Regions from separate parts of the Zea mays genome. Here region 1 is linked to region 2. A link is a contact called in public Hi-C data. All regions are on one chromosome and are shown on one strand. The core of a region is the stretch at or near the end of the contact, and the rest is flanking DNA. Distances in the headings are between cores, read along the strand shown.

Evidence for each region. A called contact is a pair of places that touch in the nucleus more often than the background predicts.
Region 1: a contact with region 2 is called in a Hi-C map of tassel, with 3 times the contacts expected there. The contact joins the promoter of LOC103647049 here to the enhancer-like site in region 2. A contact is called at or near these places in 5 of 25 Hi-C or Micro-C datasets (ear, endosperm, leaf and 2 more).

The regions. Positions count from the first base shown.
Region 1 is chr2:145,011,214-145,016,276 of Zm-B73-REFERENCE-NAM-5.0, forward strand. LOC103647049 (pectinesterase inhibitor 10) reads right to left here and starts at 2,791. Exons shown (of 1, transcript XM_008671616.4): 1 at 1,357-2,791. The coding sequence starts at 2,251. The coding sequence ends at 1,634. It overlaps LOC100272683, which reads right to left. Exons shown (of 8, transcript NM_001359735.1): 6 at 4,663-5,047; 7 at 3,624-4,413; 8 at 2,939-3,536. The coding sequence ends at 3,423.
Region 2 is chr2:144,873,523-144,878,721 of Zm-B73-REFERENCE-NAM-5.0, forward strand. No RefSeq gene overlaps it. Among protein-coding and RNA genes, the nearest start is that of LOC103648958, 8.7 kb to the left of the region's middle. Within about 2 kb of position 3,894, at least 13 of the 20 cell types and tissues checked have an H3K27ac peak or open chromatin away from gene starts, as enhancers often do. A contact at or near this core is called in ear and tassel, where this site is marked.

The sequences.
Region 1 (5,063 bases), core at 1,541-4,040, 140 kb after region 2:
AAAAAATCCCCAAACCCTATTGTAGTCGCACCATGGCAGAGCCATCAGATGGGCCAGCCACCAAGTCGTGGTCACGTCTTACAGCACCACATGCCATGGAGACACCAGCACCTCCGTTGCGCCATTGTGGCTCCGCAGAACAGCTAGGTACCTAGACTTGACCGGTTAACTGTCATTGCGTTGCATCTGGCCTCGTTGTTGCATTGTCCGTCGTCCGAGGCTTCAATCCACCATAGTCAGGCGCGTCACCGCGTGCCAGGACAGACAGCCAGGGGGCAAGGTCCCATCGTGCCGATGTCCAAGCCCACCTAGCCTGTGGCCACCCGACCTTGACCTCCCCTGATTTGCTGCTTGCAGTACTGGGATGTAGGTGGGGCATTAGCGATTGGAAAATGCCAAAGAGGACAAGCAGCCAGCCAGCAACCGAGCAACAACAAACAGATGCATTTCGATTTAAAACTTTTGAAATAGTTTCATGAAATTTGAGTTTAGTAGACTAGTTATTGAATCAGTTATGACCATAGCGTGTGTGCTTAATTATAGGTTATATATATATATAGACATGTTTTAATCTTCCAAAAAAACATCTTATAAAAAATTTCGAATACCCACCCTCTAAATCCTGGGCCCGCCACTGACCCTAGCCCTGCGCCAGGTCGCGGATCGTCCGGCTCCTGACCGCGGACCGTCCGCGCCTGTGCAGAGATCATCGCCGCTGGTTCTTGTTGAGTGTTTGGTGCCCGAAAAATGTGTCAACAAAAAGGCATGATGTAAACTCCTGCTCAAGTCGGTATTACATGTACTAGGTACGTCCAAGTAAATGTCTAATTGATTTCTATGTTTCTCTAGATCATGATGATGAACTAGTCTTGGATGAATCTAGGAGCGAAGCCAGGCTCCAAGTTCGCTGGTGTCAGTATTGTTTGTAACTGATGTCTTCGATATTATAAACGGTGTTTAAATAGTATTTTACATTGGGTTTTTGGGAATTCATCAGTGTCAGCTGACACCGGTAATAAGCTTAGCTCCCCCCTGGATGAATCCGATGACGAGGTGATAGTGATGGCGATGGTGGTGATGTACCTTCAAAGAAACCATAGACCCGTCGAGAGGCAGCAGCGGCTAAGGTGGCCGCAGCAAAACTGAAGAGAAAATGAAGCAGTCCGACCACTAAGCAGAGTCAGAGATCAGCATATTAGAGCCACACGATAATCCTTCCAACTCGGAGGTGCTGAGTCGTCGTCGTTTCAAAAAATTTAGTATAAAACATATGCAAAAAAATCGTTGTCTAAAAAAACTAAATTCAGGCATCTAAATTTTAGCAAATCGCTAGTAACAGACTTTACTCACCGACACTGAGCATGAAGCCATCATCGATCAGAATTCACTTTACAAAATCATTAAGGTACGTACAGGAACGTTGATACAGTGAACAAATTGCAAAGACAGCTGCTATTATCCGCATGCATGGATCGATCATCTGGCACCGGCCGGAAAGCCCGACAGATGAGAGCATCACCGAATCGGATGCCAAAACGAGGCGCGTACGTAATGCATGCATGCATGAATCTTAAAACACCGGTCTGGACAGCCGACAGCCGACAGATGACTGCACTAACAACAGAAGCGTGCGTCACTTGAAAAGGGCGACGGCGGGCAGGAACGCGGCGAGGACGAGCGCCGTGGCGCAAGCGCTGGACGCGCCGCCGCGGACCTTGGCGCCGCCGGACAGGTACAGGTAGTAGTACGGGTTGGACGACGACGGCGGCGTCGGCGGAGAGGAGAAGTGCGAGGGCGCCGACGGGGAAGATGAGGAAGACGACGACCCGCTGCTGCTCTTCGGTGGCGGCGGCGGGGGCGGTGACGGCGGAGGCTCCGACGACGAGGAAGAGGAAGAAGGCGGGGTCGAGCACGGGGACTCCGGCGCCGGGCTCGTTAGCGGCGTGACCGGGGGCAGCAGGTCGTACTCGTCCCCCGGCGGCGGCGGCGGTCCCAGCTCCAGGTACGGCGGCGGGGGCGCGGACAGCGGAAGCAGCGCCAGGGCCGGCGGCGGCGGCGCGGTCATCGGCAGGATCGTCGGCGGCGACGCCGTGCAGATCGTCGGGCACGTCCCGCACTTGCTCACGCACAGCTGGTTCGTGTCCGAGCCCCCCGCCGCCGGCTCGCCCTGATCACCGGCGACGAAGCACGAGCACAGCAGCAGCGGCACCACCACCGCCACCAACGATGCGGCCACCCTTCTTCTCTCCATTGACGTGCTTGCGTATCTAAGTTGCGTGTGCTCGCTTTCACAGGTGAGATTCCCGCGAGGCTGGTGGACCTCTGGGTTTATAAGACGAAGCCTGGAGCTGGAGGCCAAGCGCGGCGGGCAAACAAATGTGCCAAACTTGAGGCGCAAGCTCTAACTAACGGAGAGAGAGATGAGCAATGCTGGCTGTGCAACGGGGATGCCGGGGTCATAATAGGCTATAAACTTTACACTGCAAAATTTAAGGGTCAAATCAGATTAGGATCGGGCCTTATTCTTATTCATTTTTGAACTAATATTATTTGAGGGCCTTAACTTTTTTTGAACTAATATTATTTGAGGGCCTTAACTTTTTGTGAAGAAGCATTTGGATCGTGATCCATTACCACCTCTTGATCCATTACCACCTCTAGATGCCCTTGATGAAACTGGCAGCAAGGAACTGCGGATTCCTCTTACGGCGCAGATTAATCCCAGCAAATCCGCAGCTTATCCTTCATGTGCACCAGTCGTTGGGTGAAATGACACTTGTCCCGTGAACGATGATTCGTTGATGCTTTCCAGAGTAGTAGTACAGCAAACACAGGCAAAGGATATATGCTGCTGTGTACCAATAGCTGACAAGGACAAGGTGTGCACCCTGCTGATTCCTTGTCCAGTTTAAGGCAAGCAAAATGCTGGATGATTGGATTGGATCAAACAAATCTTAACTGTCCTGCATTCGGGACTGTCCTCATATGATCAACCAATTAATAAATAAAATGCTACTGTCCCATATGGAAAAGACCTGCTGGCTGTAAGTTCTACAACAGTGTCTACTTTTGTCATAGTAGTAATTACAAGTTACTACAATTGTAATGGCAACAGAATGGGTGGTGAATATGCTGTACAGGCTCTGCTTTCACACTCCACAAACACCTAAGCGTATGGACGAAATATGGCGCTTGCACCGTTTTCACCCTATCCCTCCGAACATTTTGTCAACTTGATGTACCTCGCAAAAAATAAGGCTTGGATGCCAACAAACACCCGACGTGGAGTTCACCTTTGTACAGAAAGGCTAACCATGGAAGGAAGAAAAAAAAACTTTTGCCAGCCTTCAGACTTACCAGTCCAATCGCCCACACCTGGCGCGAAGGGAAGAACCAAAATTACAGTTCTGGACTAGCGCCCGTCACGAGTCAGTTTCGGCTTCCGTTGCCATAGCTGCTTTCAGCTTCTGGCTTACAAACTGCCCCTTAACTCTTGGCCTCTGCTCCGCAAGCTTCTTCCTGCTATGATACCTGACCTGTAGAGATGGAAAATGGAATGTACGGTTAGATGAAGAAATCGCTCGGTACCTATTTAATGGCTAGAAGGTTGTCAAATGAGATACCTTTTTATCGAAGCATCTGTCTTTCCTTTTCATGCGGAACTTCATCAAAGCAGCTTCTCGGTGAGACCTGTCACTATTTTGGATGCCACTCTCGTTGCCACTCTCTAGGGCAACCGTCGTGTTCGCATTGGTATCGGCTTCACCGCTACCCGTGCATCCGCTTCCTTTACAGATATCCCGGCTGCAGCTTGCACTCTGGTTAGCATGATCCATGTGAGCTCTAACCATGTCAACTGGTTGTCCTGATTCCCGATGAATTTGTCTTGAATGATGCAACTGGTGCTTTTCCTCTGACTGTTTGTGTTCATCAACCTGAGATGGTCTACCACTACCACAATCTTCACGGTAGTTAGATTGGCCAGAGGTTTGATGAATTGTTGCCTTGTTGATTGCAGATGAATTACAGTGCATAAGTGGACCCTGTGGGTAGTATACTGGCTGCAGAATTGCACCACAATGATAGGGCATCATGGCACCGACAGGAATTGGAACAGGTACAAACCCATATGAGGGATGGCTCATACTGTCCTTTCTATGGGAAGAACTACTTGCACCAGCATCTTCCCTAGCACTACTGGAGCAAATGATGTCAGCACCCTCCATGCTACTGTCCAGAGTAATTCGAGCTTGCCTTGTACTCTCACCTGTATTATGGTCATTGGGAGGCAGCAAGACCCCATTGGGTTGGAAAACTGGGTCCTTGCCATGAACATGCTGCTCTTGCCCAACAATGCAACGAGAAGGAAGAAACTGTATCTCACCTGATGATTCTATCCTTCTATTGCCATATCTGTGTCATGTTGAAGCGATGGACAAGTTAAATAAAGCTAGTCAGAGTTATGCAATACATTTGAGCAGTTACTAACATCGACTTATCGCCTTATCGGTCTATAGAAGTACTAAACATGTAACCTCATAAAGAAACAAATGGGCATGGACAGAAAGCCATGCATTTCAGATAATTTCCAGCCACGTTCAAGAACTAGATACCAATCAAAATTTTAGACTAAAGTTTAAAAAATCCATCAGCACAAAGTACCTCGAGAAGGCAGAAGAATTCGAGTGATTAAAGATATCTTTTTCCCTGAATTCTTGATTCTTGTAACCATTACGATACTGTTGTTTTCCCAAGTTGGTCTCGAGAAATTGGGAGGGGTAAGAATCAGCATGACCTATTACAGCACTCTTCGACTTTTCACCAGGGTTCTTTTCTTTGACAGCATTATTTTCCATCACTAAAGATTGGCATTTTCTATCAGCTGCTGGTTCAGTCATAGCCAAATCTTTGCCAAGATTGGTTGGACGACGTGAACTTGCATCCGTGATCCTCAAGGCATTATCCATTATTTGCTCAGCCACCTTTGCAGAAGTAATACCATTAAGGCATTTGGAACGCACATTCTTCTCACTTTCACTTGGAGCACCTGCATGCAATGAAAT
Region 2 (5,199 bases), core at 2,644-5,143:
AGGGAAGGGCGAGGTCCATCAAAAACACATCTGTTTCTATATTTCCATAGACTCTAAGCTCAAGAATGACAACACTGCTAAATCTCTTTCTTTTCTCTTTGGGGATTTTTTGAGAAAGCTTCTCTCCACCGACATCACATTACTGTACTTTTAGAGTTATGTTAAGACTTCATTTTAAGTTTTAATCAAATTTTATATAACAAAATACTAATCCCTTCGTTCCATTTTATCATGGTCGTCACGAGTATTCTATCAATAACTATTTAACACAGCCCCCCCTTTTCTATTTTGATTCAAATTTAGAACATAAAATTAGTATTATTAAAATACAACCACGGAAAATATTTTTATACTATACCTTTTCTAATCATAGATGTTAAGCAATTTTATTATAAAGATGGTTGGATTTAATCTTTTTTATTTCAAACAACTATAGAAGTTGAGTTATTTAAGGAGTGAGTAACATGTATAAACTGTACATAAAAAACATACTTATTTATTAGAAAACTAATTCTTGTTACAGACGACTGCTCGTTACTATAACATTCTAAAAATTATTTTAGTAATTAGTATATTTTTGTTTAATCTATTTAACTTTGCATTGGTTACCTAGGCCGATTTAAATTTCAACGTGGACTATGTAGTAGTATGTAGCTGCTAGGTGAATATATGGTGATTTTTTAAGGGTTGTGATTGATTCGGTTTAGGCTTGGGTGTGGCCGCAGCCACGATGGACAGTATAGATTCGCTCAAAGAAAATATGATAAATTTGAAATCAAAGATATTGAACTGTGAGAAACCTCTCTATGAAGCCTTGATTTTTTGGATCACTCCGCCACCAAAAATTACTTCGTTGTTTACTTTATCCCCATGCTTCTCCGAACAATATAGAAACTGTGACTGCCGTCTTCCATCCCTCACTGTATATTCAATCAAACATACCTTTAATGATACGCTGAGTCACCTATAAGATTGGGCAACAGCTATACATTCGTCAGCAGGCACTTGGGCATTCGAGACACAAAAAAACTTGTACGGTGTCATGCATCCTTCAGGTAGGGTGCATGCATGTTTAGTGCTCACTGTCACACACACTTCTTTGCCAAAAAAAATGTTGCTAACAATTGTTCACCACTCTTGCCAACAATGAGAGATTACACCTCGAACATTGAACTAAAAGTAATGCACAACAAGGCACAATAATGATGTGGACCAAGCACACTGGCTTGATCGTTACGGTTTGCTGCGGCTTTAATCTGGCTGACTAAAACTTATATAGTATCATATCTATGGATTGCATCTGGAGCAGTCCGAACAACTGAACATTGAACATTTCACATTTGTTCTCGAGAATTTTCGTTAAGAAAGGAGAGTCAGACTGTCTTCAACAACTATCCTATCACATTTACTATATAAACGATTATTTTAAACTTTACTTTACCAACAATGCAATATACTGTGCAAATCCATTATTTTGCACAATCACTGTAAATTGCGGTGTGGCATGTTATGTCATGGACACACCCGATGCTACGTTGTGCTAGCTGTACCGAGATCCTGGTATCTCTATGGTATCAAGTATCAACCTTTTCATTTATGGGTTCACTTTGGCTCTGTTTTTGGAGAGCACTGAGCACGTATCAACACGAAGCTTGGACGTTGAGCTGCAAAATTCCTTTTCGGGCATGACAAAAGGCATGCATTATGCCTGCCCCTGTGGGACCTAAATAAGTGTTGTTTTTCTTCTCGAAGAGTCAAATACATTAAAGATTGGCCAAATATATATAATAAAATATAAATATTTGTAGCATAAATTAGTATAATTAGATATATCTTTGAATTTATTTTTATAATAGCTTAAATTAAAAAGTAAAATATTGTTATAATTGAAAAGGGAACATGCATGTGATGATTGAGTCTAACTTAGCCTTTGGATTTTTACTTCCTGTTTGATTATCGGCTAATTCTGCCACAACTTGCCTAAGATTAGTCAGCTAAATTAAAAAACTAACTTAAACTAAAAATTAAATAAACTGTGTCATTTTTGTTTGACTTTTTCAATCCTAACTTTGACCGCTTGACTTATTCAAAAATTTGTGGAAAAACAAAAAAAAATCATTGCCGGTTGTTTATTATCAAATATACTTTACATATGACATAATTTTTTCATTTTTCATGAAATTTTTGAATAATACAAGTGGTCAAAGTTGAGGCTGAAAAAGTCAAACGAATTATATAGGGACTATATATTAAATTACATTGCAATTTTTATAATGGTTTACTAAATAAGTATATAGTTAGTTAAGTAAAATTTAGGGATGTTCTGGTAATTTGGAAGGCCCTGTGCAAAATGTAGAAAACATATCAAGTAATAATAATAATATATATATAATGACTAATTATTGTATTGATTACATAATCTTTATCTAGAACTCAATTTTTTTGGAACAAAAGTCTATATAAGCACCAAGGGTGGTCTACTTCATCCCCTCACCTTCAAAGCCATAATTTAACCCGCTCAGCTTTACAAAACCAGACAAATTAAGCCCTAAGCTATTTTGCTTGGCGATTTTCATGACGTGACACTGATTTAAGTTGCACTAGTTTTATCCTCTCCAATTCTGTCTTCTACTAGTGTCCAAAATTTATATATATTCACAAAAATCGATAGTTAGATATTATATTTGCCCTAATGTTCTTGTAATTTTAGGAGTAGTATCTTAATTACTAAAAATAAAAAACTACATAGAAAGCGCTCAATATTTTTATCCCTGGTTCCTTTCTCATCGGCTGAAACTAAAAACTTTATTAGAGAAAAATATTATAAGTTCTAAACTATTGAATTTTTTATTGATTTTATTAAGCGAGTTAAATGATATTTCTTCTAATTACTAACTAAATTAATTGTACATTTGTTTTTTAAAACACTTAGCAAATAATAATAAAATGATCTCAGATTTTTACAAAGACATTCTCTTGCTAAACTAACATATACAAATGCTTCCAAAATTTTCTGAGAGCTTTAAAATCTAAACCTATATAAAGTTCTCAAGAATATTTATATAAATTATGGGTCCAGATTCAATGTTACGTTGGTTTGCTCAAAATTGAATACTGTTACATTGAAGTTACTTGGGTCTCCGAATTTGTGTTATTTGGGTCTCCGAACTTGTGTTATATTTTACTTACAGTAAGTTTTACAAACACCGTATACGATACTAGTTGTTTTTTTGCAGCATACTGTTTGGATAAAATCCTACTAAATCTCAAGTTCCTTTCTACTCCTAGTTGTCATCGGGTTCTCCCTCTGCCTTCCGGATTGTTCCATGTGGCCTGGGAGATGCGGTGCTCGCGCTGATGGCGGCCATGATATGCGCCCTAGTTTCGCGTGTCCTGTAGCATCGCTCTCGCGGCTGCTGTGGTTCCTGCTGGCTTCGTTTTGGTAAGTTATTCTCCTCGATTGAAGCCCTAATCATGGGCGACAGGAAAGGCCGTGACACAACACAAAAGCATCTGCCAGCAGCAGAGCAGCAGGACATGGAGATGGATGGAGGCATGGCCGCTGGCACTAGCACAGTAGCACCTACTCCTGTCTACGTCCACCATTGCTGCCTGTCTTGCAGAGCAGGGATGAATCTGCACACAGTGAAACCCACACATGACAAGCATGGAGAAATATAATGGAGGTGGATGTGGTTGGAGGCGTCAAGGCAAAGCGACTCGGGTCGGCTCGCCTACAGCAGCGTTTGTTCCTTTCCTTGCAGGCGCGGTGAAAAAAAAAGGAGGCACCTTTTTATCCCGTGCGCGTACAAATTAAAAGCCCGCATCTGCCTCTGCGCTCCCGCTCCAGGAAAGAGAAGGCAGACACTGCATAGTCCACAGCTAGCCTCGGCCCGGCCCTCGGCTACCACTCATCAATGCTGCCGCCTTAGCGTAGCCTTGGCCTAGGTCTCCACTCTATCATGGGCTGGATTTTCAGTTTTTCAGTCAGGTTCAGATTAGATCAATTGGCATAGAATCCGGTTAGGATGTAGTTAGGCCCGATTTGAGAGAGCTATACTTCAATAATTTTAGGTCTATTTTAGCTTCTTCTATCCAACAGTTATATATCTTAAAAAATTGAAACTAGAGGCTAGTTTCATAAAATTTTTGAAGCTCCTCATAAGGTGTTTCAAAAAAACATTGTTTTCATACCTTCTCATGAAGTTGCAGAACAATTTAACCACCATGCCATTGGTGACATGATATACCGATTCATGTCTCTTTCTCCACCAGCTAATCATCAAGGTTAATTAAGAAAACTCGCATAAATTAATTGTATTACAGAAATTGGAGTCTATGTGCGAGCCATCATTCCTGTTTAGTGTCAGGGGCTGGTGTTGTTTAGTTCTCAAGGAATCAGCGGTACAAATATGATTTCTACTGGTCGGTTTCTAAAAAAATCTGCCTCTAGAAATGATTTAAAATCCAATTTTTATTTTTTGAGTTTTTCAAATGACCTCTTATGAAAAAACTACCAAAGTGAAAGTTATAGATCTCTAAAAGTTATAAAACTTTGTAGTTGATAATGTTTTCATTTTAAATCATTTGGACTCGGTTTGTTCCAATATGTTGACAATAAAACTGCAATTCAGACACATGTAAACAATGGCTGGAGTGGTAGAGGAGATAGATGGGTGGGGCCTTGCCTAATTATTTTTTTTGCTATTTTTAAAACATAGTTTATGTTTTCTTACCTCAATCGTTAGTGGAAATTTTCTTATCTTAACCGTTGGTGAAAGTCAATTTGTATTCTGGCGGTTCTTAATTAGCTGTCTATTAAAAAAAATTTACTGGCCCATATCACTAGGGTAATAAAAAAGGCCAGTAAAAGTAAAAATATGTTAAAAATCACCACCAACATAGTGCTTCTTTGCACTAGTGGTTTGGACACTCCTGTTAGTTTTAATACAGTTGTAGCAACAAACTTGTCTATTGCAGAGTCTTCCAGATTTGTCAGTTTTTTCAGTTAGGTTTAGATTAGATCAATATGTATAAATCGAATCCGGTTAGGATTTAGTTAGTTTCCCATATTGTTTGTCGAGTAAATTCTGGGTATAAATACCTATGTCTCGTTCCTGAATGTACGTGTCTTCAGATAAAAAATAAAAGTTTTAGAGAGTGCTTGGTCTCAGGAATTAATTTATTATAGATGAGGTG